Linked DNA regions of Danio rerio: regions 2 and 3 are each linked to region 1. Evidence: chromatin contacts called from public HiCAR-type and Micro-C data. All regions are on one chromosome and are shown on one strand. Each heading gives the region's core, a stretch centred on a gene start, on an enhancer-like site or on the middle of the called end of the contact. The rest is flanking DNA. Distances are from core to core; before and after follow the strand shown. Region 1 holds the start of katnbl1 (katanin p80 subunit B-like 1). Region 2 has its middle 30 kb from the start of gpr176. Region 3 holds the start of thbs1b (thrombospondin 1b).

The links. Hi-C and Micro-C count contacts between places; a contact is called where the count stands out from the background. HiCAR-type assays count read pairs that join an accessible place to other places.
Region 2: a contact with region 1 is called in a Micro-C map of caudal fin, with 14 times the contacts expected there. The contact joins the enhancer-like site here to the promoter of katnbl1 in region 1. A contact is called at or near these places in 2 of 18 Hi-C or Micro-C datasets (caudal fin and an unstated tissue) and 1 of 4 datasets of contacts at active chromatin or transcription factors (caudal fin).
Region 3: a contact with region 1 is called in a HiCAR-type map of caudal fin, with 8 times the contacts expected there. The contact joins the promoter of thbs1b here to the promoter of katnbl1 in region 1. A contact is called at or near these places in 5 of 18 Hi-C or Micro-C datasets (caudal fin, fibroblasts, hematopoietic stem cells and 2 more) and 2 of 4 datasets of contacts at active chromatin or transcription factors (caudal fin and embryo).

Annotation. Positions count from the first base shown.
Region 1 is chr20:31,944,337-31,947,907 of GRCz12tu, reverse strand. katnbl1 (katanin p80 subunit B-like 1) reads right to left here and starts at 1,618. Exons shown (of 10, transcript NM_001006019.2): 1 at 1,519-1,618; 2 at 443-570. The coding sequence starts at 559.
Region 2 is chr20:31,725,344-31,728,914 of GRCz12tu, reverse strand. No RefSeq gene overlaps it. Among named protein-coding and RNA genes, the nearest start is that of gpr176, 30 kb to the right of the region's middle. Within about 2 kb of position 1,549, at least 2 of the 62 cell types and tissues checked have an H3K27ac peak or open chromatin away from gene starts, as enhancers often do. A contact at or near this core is called in caudal fin, where this site is marked.
Region 3 is chr20:31,786,799-31,790,369 of GRCz12tu, reverse strand. thbs1b (thrombospondin 1b) reads left to right here and starts at 1,922. Exons shown (of 23, transcript XM_685303.11): 1 at 1,922-2,079; 2 at 2,183-2,266; 3 at 2,979-3,538. The coding sequence starts at 2,203.

The DNA of each region.
Region 1 (3,571 bases), core at 369-2,868:
CACAAAAACATGCATATTATAAACTTTCACTCCATCATGGTTAAACTCTCCAGTGGCCCAACAAACCTAATGTGTTCTGAACAGTCTCTCCTAGTCAACTATATATCTCAACATTGCACACTCTGCGATGTGACTATTTCGCGCACACACATTGCAATAGCTATGCACTAAAATGCTCCAAAACAGAAATACATATCTTCTTTTACCAACAATTACCTTGTTTGAGCCTATCATGTGAGCTTCTATGACTGCCAAAAACACTGCAGACTGCCTTTGAACTTCTACATATAATGCTTAAACATCAAGACCGTAAAATTGGACAAATATTGGGCAGTGTATTCCAGCTAAAAACACTGAATATTTTTCATAACTAAAAAACGAAACGAACACCACCATGAATATGCATAACAAACCACTGTCTGTGTGAATGAAATGGTCTTACCTCCCTCATGTTCTTCTCATCTCCAGAACAAAGCATACGTTTGAGAAGGTCATGGGGCTGAGCCTGCTTGAGCCTGTGGACTTCTGCATTACTTCCAACATGACTTCCAGTGGCCATAATAATGGACTCTAGAGTACAATGGAAAAATATATATATTTGGCACAGGGCAGGATACATGGTGTTGTTAAAGCAAACAGCTGCAGTTTGTTTGCTCAAAGCCTCAATTGTATAGCTTCTCTTTTAGAGTGTATGACAACAATCAGTTTCTCAATAAAACTAGTCAAATGATCTTTATTAAAGTAATAACATTAAGAATGAAACAATGTTTTCGTTAGATTTACCACAAAATAAAAGAAAAAGGTTTTGATCACAAAAAATCCGAAAGGGTTGCTGGAAGGTTGTTATTTGGTTGCCAAAAAGCAAGACGGGAACATATGCTAAGGTTCTATACTCGTTAATACCCTTTAATTAGGACTGGGTTTCATTATCTTAATATAAACTTATACTAAAAAATACTATATATACAAACATGTTATATTATTCGTGTCTTGCAAATAACCCATAGTTCGTTATCAGATACAAATAGGATGCTCTGTATTTTCAAACGGACGTCTTACCCATAGGGTCTTACCACGTAGCACGTTACGCTGAGTCAGAGGAAGAGGGTGAATCTACGAACCGGTTCAATTAAATCCAACTTAAATATTTCAAATTAATAAGCTAGCATTCCTAGTAAACGTCTAGACATCTGTCAGACGGAGCTTTAGGCCTCCAGTGATGTGACGTTGTTGTTTAGGTGTAGGGTTTGTTAGCGCTAGCGAGCTAATTAAGCCAACCACACTTTACCGTACAGTCGCCAATCTTTAACTAACTTAAATTGCAAAAGACAAAACTAGAGATTACTCGACACTCACACAGTGGTCCCTATATCAAAGCAGGTGATGAAAACACACGAGATAGCTAGCTGATAAGCAAACAAGTCTAGCTAATCACCTGCTAGCAAACAAGGACTTAGCACGTACACAACATATAACTTGTTAAACGTTGCCAGCCCAGCGTATTTCGTAAACACCCACCATAGCATTGTGTAAAGTTGTCTGTGCATCCTAGAGCACGTTATATATCCGAGAGTGTGTCCACGCGCAACCAGGAAGAAACGGGAATTTGAGTGGATTTCAGAGGAAAGGAAGGACCATTCAAATAAATACAAACTTGAAATGCTGGGATGGGTGAAGCAGCAGGATTGAAGGTTTAGCGACATCTGGTGGGGCACAATGAATCAGCTTCCTTTTGGAAAGCTAACATTTGTTTGAAGTATTTTTAGAAGCAACATCTTTCCAAACTATAGCTTTATGTAATTAAAGTTAATAATAATACAACAGAAAAGAAAAGAAAAATTTTTATTAACTGTAAATTTACAGACTTACGCAACATGGTGGCTCACTGGTTAGCACCACAGCAAGAAGGTTACTGGTTCGAGTCCCGACTGGGTCAGTTGGCATTTCTTTGTGGAGTTTGCATGTTCTCCCTGTGTTCGCATAGGTATCCTTAGGTTGCTCCGGTTTGCCCCACAGTCAAAAGACATGCGGTACAGGTGAACTGAATAAACTAAATTGGCTGTAAAGTGTATGTGTGTGAATGAGTGTGTATACAGATGTTTCCTACTACTGTGTTGCAGCTGGAAGGGCATCCGCTGTGTAAAACATATGAAAGTTGGCGGTTCATTCTGTTGTGGCGACCCCTGATAAATAAAGGTACTAGGCTGAAGGAAAATGAATAATAAATATCCAGATTTATCTTAACTATTTCAAACTTTTTTAACACATTAACTGTAAATGAGTGTTCTCAACCCATTTGACAACAATAATAATAATAAAAAACAAAATAATAAAATAAATAAATAAACAAATCAAGGTTCTTTATTGGCTTAGAAGTGTCAGAAAACCTTTTATTTTACAAAAGTTTCTTTGATCAGTTTTGTTTAGATTACAACCCCAAAATATTTATAAGGCCTCCACCATTCCACCATATACAATGCAATATAATTTTTCATTGATTTAGTTTTTTGTATTTGTAGAAAAGCAATTTACAAGCAATTTCTGACTGACTTTTTTATGTGCCTTTATGTGACTTTTTTGGAGCAGGCAAAAGATCATTCTCTGATTTTTTTATTTATCTTACTGTGGCCCTCCATGGAGGTTTGCTAAGTGCTTGACATCACTGGTTTTGATGATCAAACCTACTCACAGTGATAAAGAACAGAAATGTACTCAAGGAAGATGAAAAAGTTACAAATAAAGGGTCCTTAGTTATCACTAATTACACTTTAATCTACAGGAAAAACCTTGTTAGAATGGATGTTTGTTAGCTTAAGATCCTTTAGCATCTCATGACCTTAAGTTCAAAGAAGTTAAGAAAGGTGATAACAATCAATCGGCGCTGATGTGATCATTAGGTCCTGAAAAACTTCATGAAACCACAAACTGTAATAAAGGGACACAGAGATTCATTTATTTTTCTTCAGGGGTCACCACAGCGGAATAAACCGCCAACTTATCCAGTATATGTTTTACACAGTGGATGCCCTTCCAGCTGCAACCCAGTACTATGAAACCTCCATATACCCTCATTCACACACATACACTATAGACAAGCGATGTAGGGGTGCAGTAGGTAGTGCTGTCACCTCACAGCAAGATGGTCGCTGGTTCGAACCTTGGCTCAGTTGGCATTTCTGTGTGGAGTTTGCATGTTCTCCCTGCGTTTGTGTGGGTTTCCTCCGGGTGCTCCGGTATCACCCACAGTCCAAAGACATGCAGTACAGGTGAATTGGGTAGACTAAATTGTCCGTAGTGTATGAATGTGTGTGTGTGTGTGTGTGTGTGTGTGTGGATGTTTCCCAGAGATGGGTTGCGACTCGTAGGGCATCCGCTGCGTAAAAACGTGCTGGATAAGTTGGTGGTTCAGCGAAATGGCCCAGGACTCGAACCAGCAACCTTCTTGCTGTGAGGCTGACTCATAAATAAATCAGCAATTGAACAGTGTTGTGAATACTGCCATAAGACTGGTGTAAGTTAATATATGAAAGCAAGATTTGGGGACTTAACTGAAACTTTCAGTAATGTACAG
Region 2 (3,571 bases), core at 300-2,799, 220 kb after region 1:
ACTCAAAGTTCAAACTTTTGTAGAAAAGTAAGTCCTGTAGCCTATTATAAAAGGAAACCATATATCAAAACCTGTTGTCAAGCGCAAACATTCATCGCTTTCAACAAAAGGTTCATAAAGCTTTTTAGCATTTGTGTGGATAATGTTGGCATCCAGCATAATGTTTTTTTTTCTGCAGTCACTGATTCACAAAACTAAAGCACACTCTACAGCAAATGCCCCGCACACATGACAGTTGGAAGTAACACACACCGGACACGCAAATTTACATGTTATCTAAAATGAAATTATTCAGATGGTGGTCTGCTCAAAATGGCGTGGCGCAGTGCACCTGGTGTGCGACCCCCTTCACAATGGTCTTGCTGCAAACAGTTACCACACTAATTGCATCTTTGTTTAAACACACATTGCTAGTGATCAAAGATTTATGTTAATTTGTCAAGCTGAAGGAATTCTGTATTGTACAGGAGACATGGAGGAGATTGATTGACAATGGTCTACAGCCAATCAAGATGCAGATCACAATGCACTGTAAAAAAAAAAGCATGTAAAATTGCACACAAAAAACTGTGAAGTCGCGAAAGGTGAACCACGTTATAGCAAAGGACCACTGTATATGTATTTTAACAATTGGATTGTATATCTTTACTGTAAAATATACAGTGACTTTCACAAAGCAACTTTTAAAATACAGTAATTTATTTCATAACTGTACTACAGTAAACTGCCGTTTAAATACTGTGTAATTTACAAAAATTGTTAACAGTGCATTTATGTGGACATTAAAACAAATCAAAACAAGACATGATGCGCCAAGTGGATCAATAAAAAAGACTCAAGATTTGTTTTTTGCATTTTGTATTTTTGCAATGAACTGTTGAAGCAAATGTACAAAACTGCAAGTGTGAACGCTCCATAATTCTCATTGCAACTAAACTTGCTCACATTTGGATTTAAAGACAATGAAAGTGTGTCTGAAAAGTGTTGTGCTCAGTACAAATTAGATTTAAGCATCAAATTTAGACCTTAAAAATGCAAGACATAGAGCAAGCAGTAAACCTGCTGAAGTTTAAAGTCAGCTCACAAACCTTTTGTTCAGTTGGAAGCTTTGAATAGGAATAAAATGATTGGTCTAAGGACTGTTCTGATCCAGCTAAAGAAAAGTCAAAAGCTAGGTAACAGCGTTTCTTAAAGTGAAGAAAAAAACTTTTTTGCTTTTACAAGCTACAGCCATAACCAAGTGCTAAATCATTCTTTTTTTTTGTAATGTTGTGTTTACTAATACCATCCGCAGTACAAAAAAATCTAGCAACATACTGAAACTAATTACAGCCAGTTAGGGTTTTATACATTGCAAATAGAAATTGAATAGGGATATTTAATACAATTTCCCTTTGTTGAATGGGGCTGGGGGTTAATGTAGGTTGTTAAGGGTCTTTTGTGCAACTTTTTATATGTGGCCCAGTAAATATGCAGTAAATGCAATGCACCAGAGGTGCCTGGCTGGCAGCATTGTAAAAGGATTTCACATGGAGAAAGTGGCTGTGTGATTGGACCAGCAGGTTGGCTGAATGGAAAGTGTGACTCACCTTGGAGGAAGTAATAATGCGAGAATGTTGGAGCTCTCAAGAAAAATGAGTTTGCTTTTATGAGACATTCAAGAACAGACAGTGAAATCGCCCTACAGAATCGCTTCTTCAGACTGAGACAACACATCATGATACCTGTAGAAACAAAATACTACTGTGTAACATGCACCGCTGACTAACTGTAGTGACCTTAGACACTACCTTGACTCAAAAGATTGACTCATAACATAACTATGCAATAAAAATTAAGAGAATATATGTGTGTTTGTGTGTGTGTGTCCTTTTTAGAATTCAATAAAATGTTCTTTTTAAAAAACGATTCACATTTACCTTTTATGAAAATTACGACTCAAGGTCTAATACATGGTGAGTGAGAGGACACCCTAATTTAAGGCCAAACTTGCCATGATAAAATGTAATAAAAATGACAATCAGTTTTTTAATCAATAATAATACGCTGAGGGTGACACGGTGGCTCAATGGTTAGCATGATCGCTTCAAAGCAAAAAAGCCGCTGGTCCAAGTCCCGACTAGGTCAGTTGGCATTTCTGTGTGGAGTTTGCATGCATGTTGGCGTGGGTTTTCTCCGGGGTGCTCCCGTTTTTCTCCACAGTCCAAAACATCCAGTACAGGTGAATTGAATTAGCTAAACTGGCCGTAGTGTATGTGTGTAAATGTGAGTGTGTATGGATGTTTTCCAGTGCTGGGTTGCAGCTAGAAGGGTATCCGCTGTGTAAAACATATGCCGGATAGATTGGTGGTTTATTTCTCTGTGGCGACCCCTGAAAAATAAAGGGACTAAGCTGAAGGAAAATTAAAGAATGAATGAATGAATACACTGAAGTGATTTATGTTGATAATAGTGCCTACAAAAAATCTAAATTAACCAGTTTTCTCTAACTTCAAATAAACAGATGCTAACTTTGTTAAAAACTCAAGAAAAAAAAGAGAAAGGTTTGTATAAGAATGAGGTCACTCACTTTTTTGTTTTGACTCTTATTAGATTATTCCCATCTGTCAGTATCGTGACAGCCTTATTGGAATTGGCGCTTTTGTGCTTCTGATTGGCTTCTGCTAATGGAGCAGTGCTAAAGAAAACTGGGCCAAAGAGACATAGCGTAAATCACTTGGCAGCCTAAAAGACCGTGACTTTTGTTAGCCTGTTTTGTTGTTGTTTCTGCATAATCCAGAGCTCAGTACATCATATTGATACCACACTTAACCAACATTTAGATTTTTTGTTTCATAACTAACTGCTGAATGATTGGACAGCATTTTGAATTGAAAATTATATAATCATCTTTCGTTTGCTGCACACAAAACATGCCAGATCTTGTGTGCCGTGGATTGCAACACAACTTGGTTCTTTTTTTTTTTTGCATAACTGCAGTTCATATTGGGTAAATGACAGCTCTTGCCCTTAGTAGATATGTTAAGATGAAAGGGTGATATTATCCTAAGAGTCTAACCTGCTTAATGTCCATCCTTAGTCTACGTTTTATCTAGTTTAAGCTCTTTAAAAGAATTTGCATGACTGGTGATGGTTAACATAATTTGACACTGTAATAAATCATCTTCAGTTCAAGCCAAGGGCCTGCTATTGATTTTTAGCTGAATGACAGCATGAAAGCGGGCTACAGTTTGACAAATAAAGAACATACCTAAAATACTTTTGTGTTTAATTGTGTTAAAATTATAATATTAGTATGTATCGGCTACATTTATCAACATTTTGCAGTATTTAAGGGATAGTTGAAAGCTTCAAAAATGAAAATTCTTTCAGCATTTGCTCTTCCTTTATTTGCTTCCAAACTTTATGTGCTTATTCTTCTGCTAAATACAAAAGAAGATAATATAAAGAAAACTGAAACCATTGACTTATATTATTGACAATATTATTTGCATTTTTCTACAATAGAAGTCAATGGTTACAGGTTTTTAGCTTTTTTTTAAGTATCTTCTGTTTGTTTAGTTTTTTTTTT
Region 3 (3,571 bases), core at 673-3,172, 160 kb after region 1:
TTGAAAAAATAAAAGTTATAAAAAATATAAATAATTTCATAGCATTGATCACATGTAGAATGTTAATCCTCCAAGGAACGTTTTCCATAGGGTTAGGCATACTTAAAAGTATAAGCTATAAGCTAAAATGTGACCAATTTAGTGCCAAGGAATATTGAAATAAACTAACAGGTATGATTTATGCATTGTCATTTGAACATTTGGAAAGCATATAAAATAAAAATCATTATATGTATATATATAAAACGATATATATATAAAACGATATATATATATATATATATATATATATATATATATATATATATATATATATATATATATATATATATATATTGTACCTGCTGCAATATGAGTGTATATAGTATATAAACACTATATATATATATAAAAAATATAAAATACTAAAATATAAAATACTATATATAAAAAAATATATTTTTAATGCTTGTTCAAACTATTTATTTAAAATGAGCTGAATCAACACAATTATTGAGTTATTTTTAATAACTTGTTTTACGTTCAATTCACTTAAATTTGATAAAACATTTAAGTTAACATAATTGATTTTTGTTAGGACAACTTAAAAGAATTGTGTGGAACCCAGCATTTTAACAGTGAGATGTGAAGACTATACTATATGTCAAAAGTCCTAGTGTAGCAGTACTGTCATATCTACTTCACATACAATTCTAGAAATTTAGTTTGTATGATTAATATCTTTTACATTTCTATTTTCATTGTAGTAGCTTTTAGGATAATACCATGTTTTTGATAGTGTTGTTTAGTTACCTTTTATATAACCATCATCCCAAATGGTTAAACTATGCTTAGTGTAGTTGGTTACCACGTGTACTTGTACATGGTTTGGCTATAATGAATTTTCATAAGGATATGTGAAGAGTTCAGATGCAAACACCTGTAAGCGCCATCTGATTTTTTTCTCCTAAAATTAGCATTTTTCAAATGTAAAAGTTGAGTAATTTTCCTTTTATGTCAATTAATATTCTATTTTCATTGCATTTTATATGAAATTAGTGTATATAAATATAGAAGTTTCAAAAAATTATAATTTTGAAAATTTTAAGATGAAACTTTGAGGTTTTTGCATCTTAACTCTTCATATATGTTTTAGGGGAGTTTTTAACTTGACACTCCTGACAACATAAAAAGTGCTGAAGTTAAACTATTTTTAATGCTAAAAAAAAAAATAAAATAAAAAAAAAAATATATATATATATATATATATATATATATATATATATATATATATATATATATATATATATATATATATATATATATATAGCATTTAGCTGATTTAACATTAAATCAACATTAGAAATCCTTTAGAGAACCAGGTGCTCAAATAACCATAGATCGGCCTCTAGCGGAGACGCGCCTTACTGCAGCAGTTACTTCACAGGCATCCCATTAGATGCTGTGAATGGCAGATACACCGTACTTAAATATAAACACTTTCTTTAAAAAAATAAATAAATAAATAAGATACAAGAAAAAGTGACGCTTGACCATGAAAACATACTTTGAACCATTTATTATAGATTGAGTGAAATGAAAATACAATAGCTAAGACAAGGAACGGAATAGACCGAATCCTCAGTGACAAGAAATAACTGACATTACTAAATGATCAAACAAAAAGCAGTGCGACGAAAATAATCAGCACTGCGGCAAATAAAACGGAACTAAACGGAAGCAGCAGTCATAAAAAGCAAAAGTATGTTTATGGAATGTGGTGGCTGGAATTTGTGCGTTTTTCCCTCGTGTGTAAGTCAGACAAACGCTCTGTGAGGTAACGCAAGCTCGTCCCTTTTCCCTTTCAGCATCTGATTGGAGGAGACGCGCGCTCAGGAATGCCATGAAACTATTTAAATAGCACTTTGCTCTCTTTGGAAATAGTTAGATTGACCACTGTAACTACTACAGCAAAGCAACATCGAATGCTGTAGATCGCGACTAAAAAGGAAAATTATTTCTTATACGACCTTTGATTGACGCATCTTAGGAATAATATCACTTTTCCCTGGATTTGCTGCTGTTTTAAACTCTTGGAAGGTGCGTTTAAGTTTTTTTTAAACCTTTGATTGATCAGACCTGTTTGAGGGTACGTTTGGCTCATTTTTAAATAACTTTTGCCTTTATTTGTGATTTCTGATAGGTTAAAGAATAAGTGATAAAATGAAGTCAACTGCAATCTTTTTGCTACTGATGCTTTGGAACTGCGAGAGCGCGAGAGTCGCAGGTGAGCGATGATTCTTGAGCTGGTGCCGTTCAGTGATTGGGACTGCTCCAGTCCTGTGGTTAAAAGAACAACTAGCTGTTAAATATTACAAAATTACTAGCCATTTGGTTATTATGCCAAAATATACTTGGGACTTGTGGGTTTATTATGTGACTTTTTAGCATCGGAAAAAAATATTTTAAGAAATATTTAAACTAAAAATAAGAATGTCTATTTTAAGTTTAACATGTTTATATTTCTCAAAAAATTCCTCAAGTATATTTCATATAGTCACCATAAAATCCATTTAAAGAAAACAGTCTACCTATGCCTTCAGTATAATAACGTACTTTATGGAATAAAGTTTAATTTCATAAATAAAAAGTAGTTAATCACCTCATAATTCACAGTATACTTTTATAAACTAAAAACGGAACAATTTAGTCACAATTAGTACACATAAAAATATATATTTAAGTCTGCTACTTAAGTAAAAGTATTCAAATATACCTACCTGAAATACACATGCTTGTTTGTAACGATACATTATATGAGCGTATGTGACCGGTCAGTTATATTGAGTTGCTATGGGCAACGATATTTGATTCAGATAATTGACAGCTGAACTGACCAATCAGAATCAAGTACCACAGAGAGCCGCGTATCAATTTAAAAGTAATCTTTAATGTTTGATATATCCATTATAACGAGATTTATTTAACCTTCCTGATAGAGAGTCGAGACGACAACAGTGTTTACGATCTGTTCGAGCTGGTCCAAGTACCAAGGAAAAACCACGGAGTGACCCTGGTGAAAGGCGACGACCCGTACAGCCCCGCCTACAAGATCCTGAACCCCGACCTGATCCCCCCGGTCCCCGAGAGCGCCTTTAGGGACCTAATCGATTCCATTCACGCCGAGAAAGGATTTCTGCTGCTGGTTAATTTCAAGCAGTTCAAACGCACGAGGGGAAGCCTGCTGACTGTGGAGAAGAATGACGGTTCTGGACCCGTGTTTGAAATCGTTTCCAACGGGAAAGCCAACACTCTGGACATTGTTTTTTCCACCGAGAACAAGCAGCAGGTCGTGTCCATCGAGGAAGCGGACTTGGCGGTGGGACACTGGAAAAACATCACTCTTTTCGTGCAAGAGGACAGGGTTCAGTTCTATGTGGGATGTGAGGAGGTGAACGTGGCGGAGCTCGATGCCTCAATCCACACCATCCTGACTCAGGAGATTCCAGGTGTGGCCAAAATGAGGATCGGTAAAGGCGCGGTGAAGGACAGGTTCATGGTGAGTGGACTGTTCACTGTATGAACTCTGTTG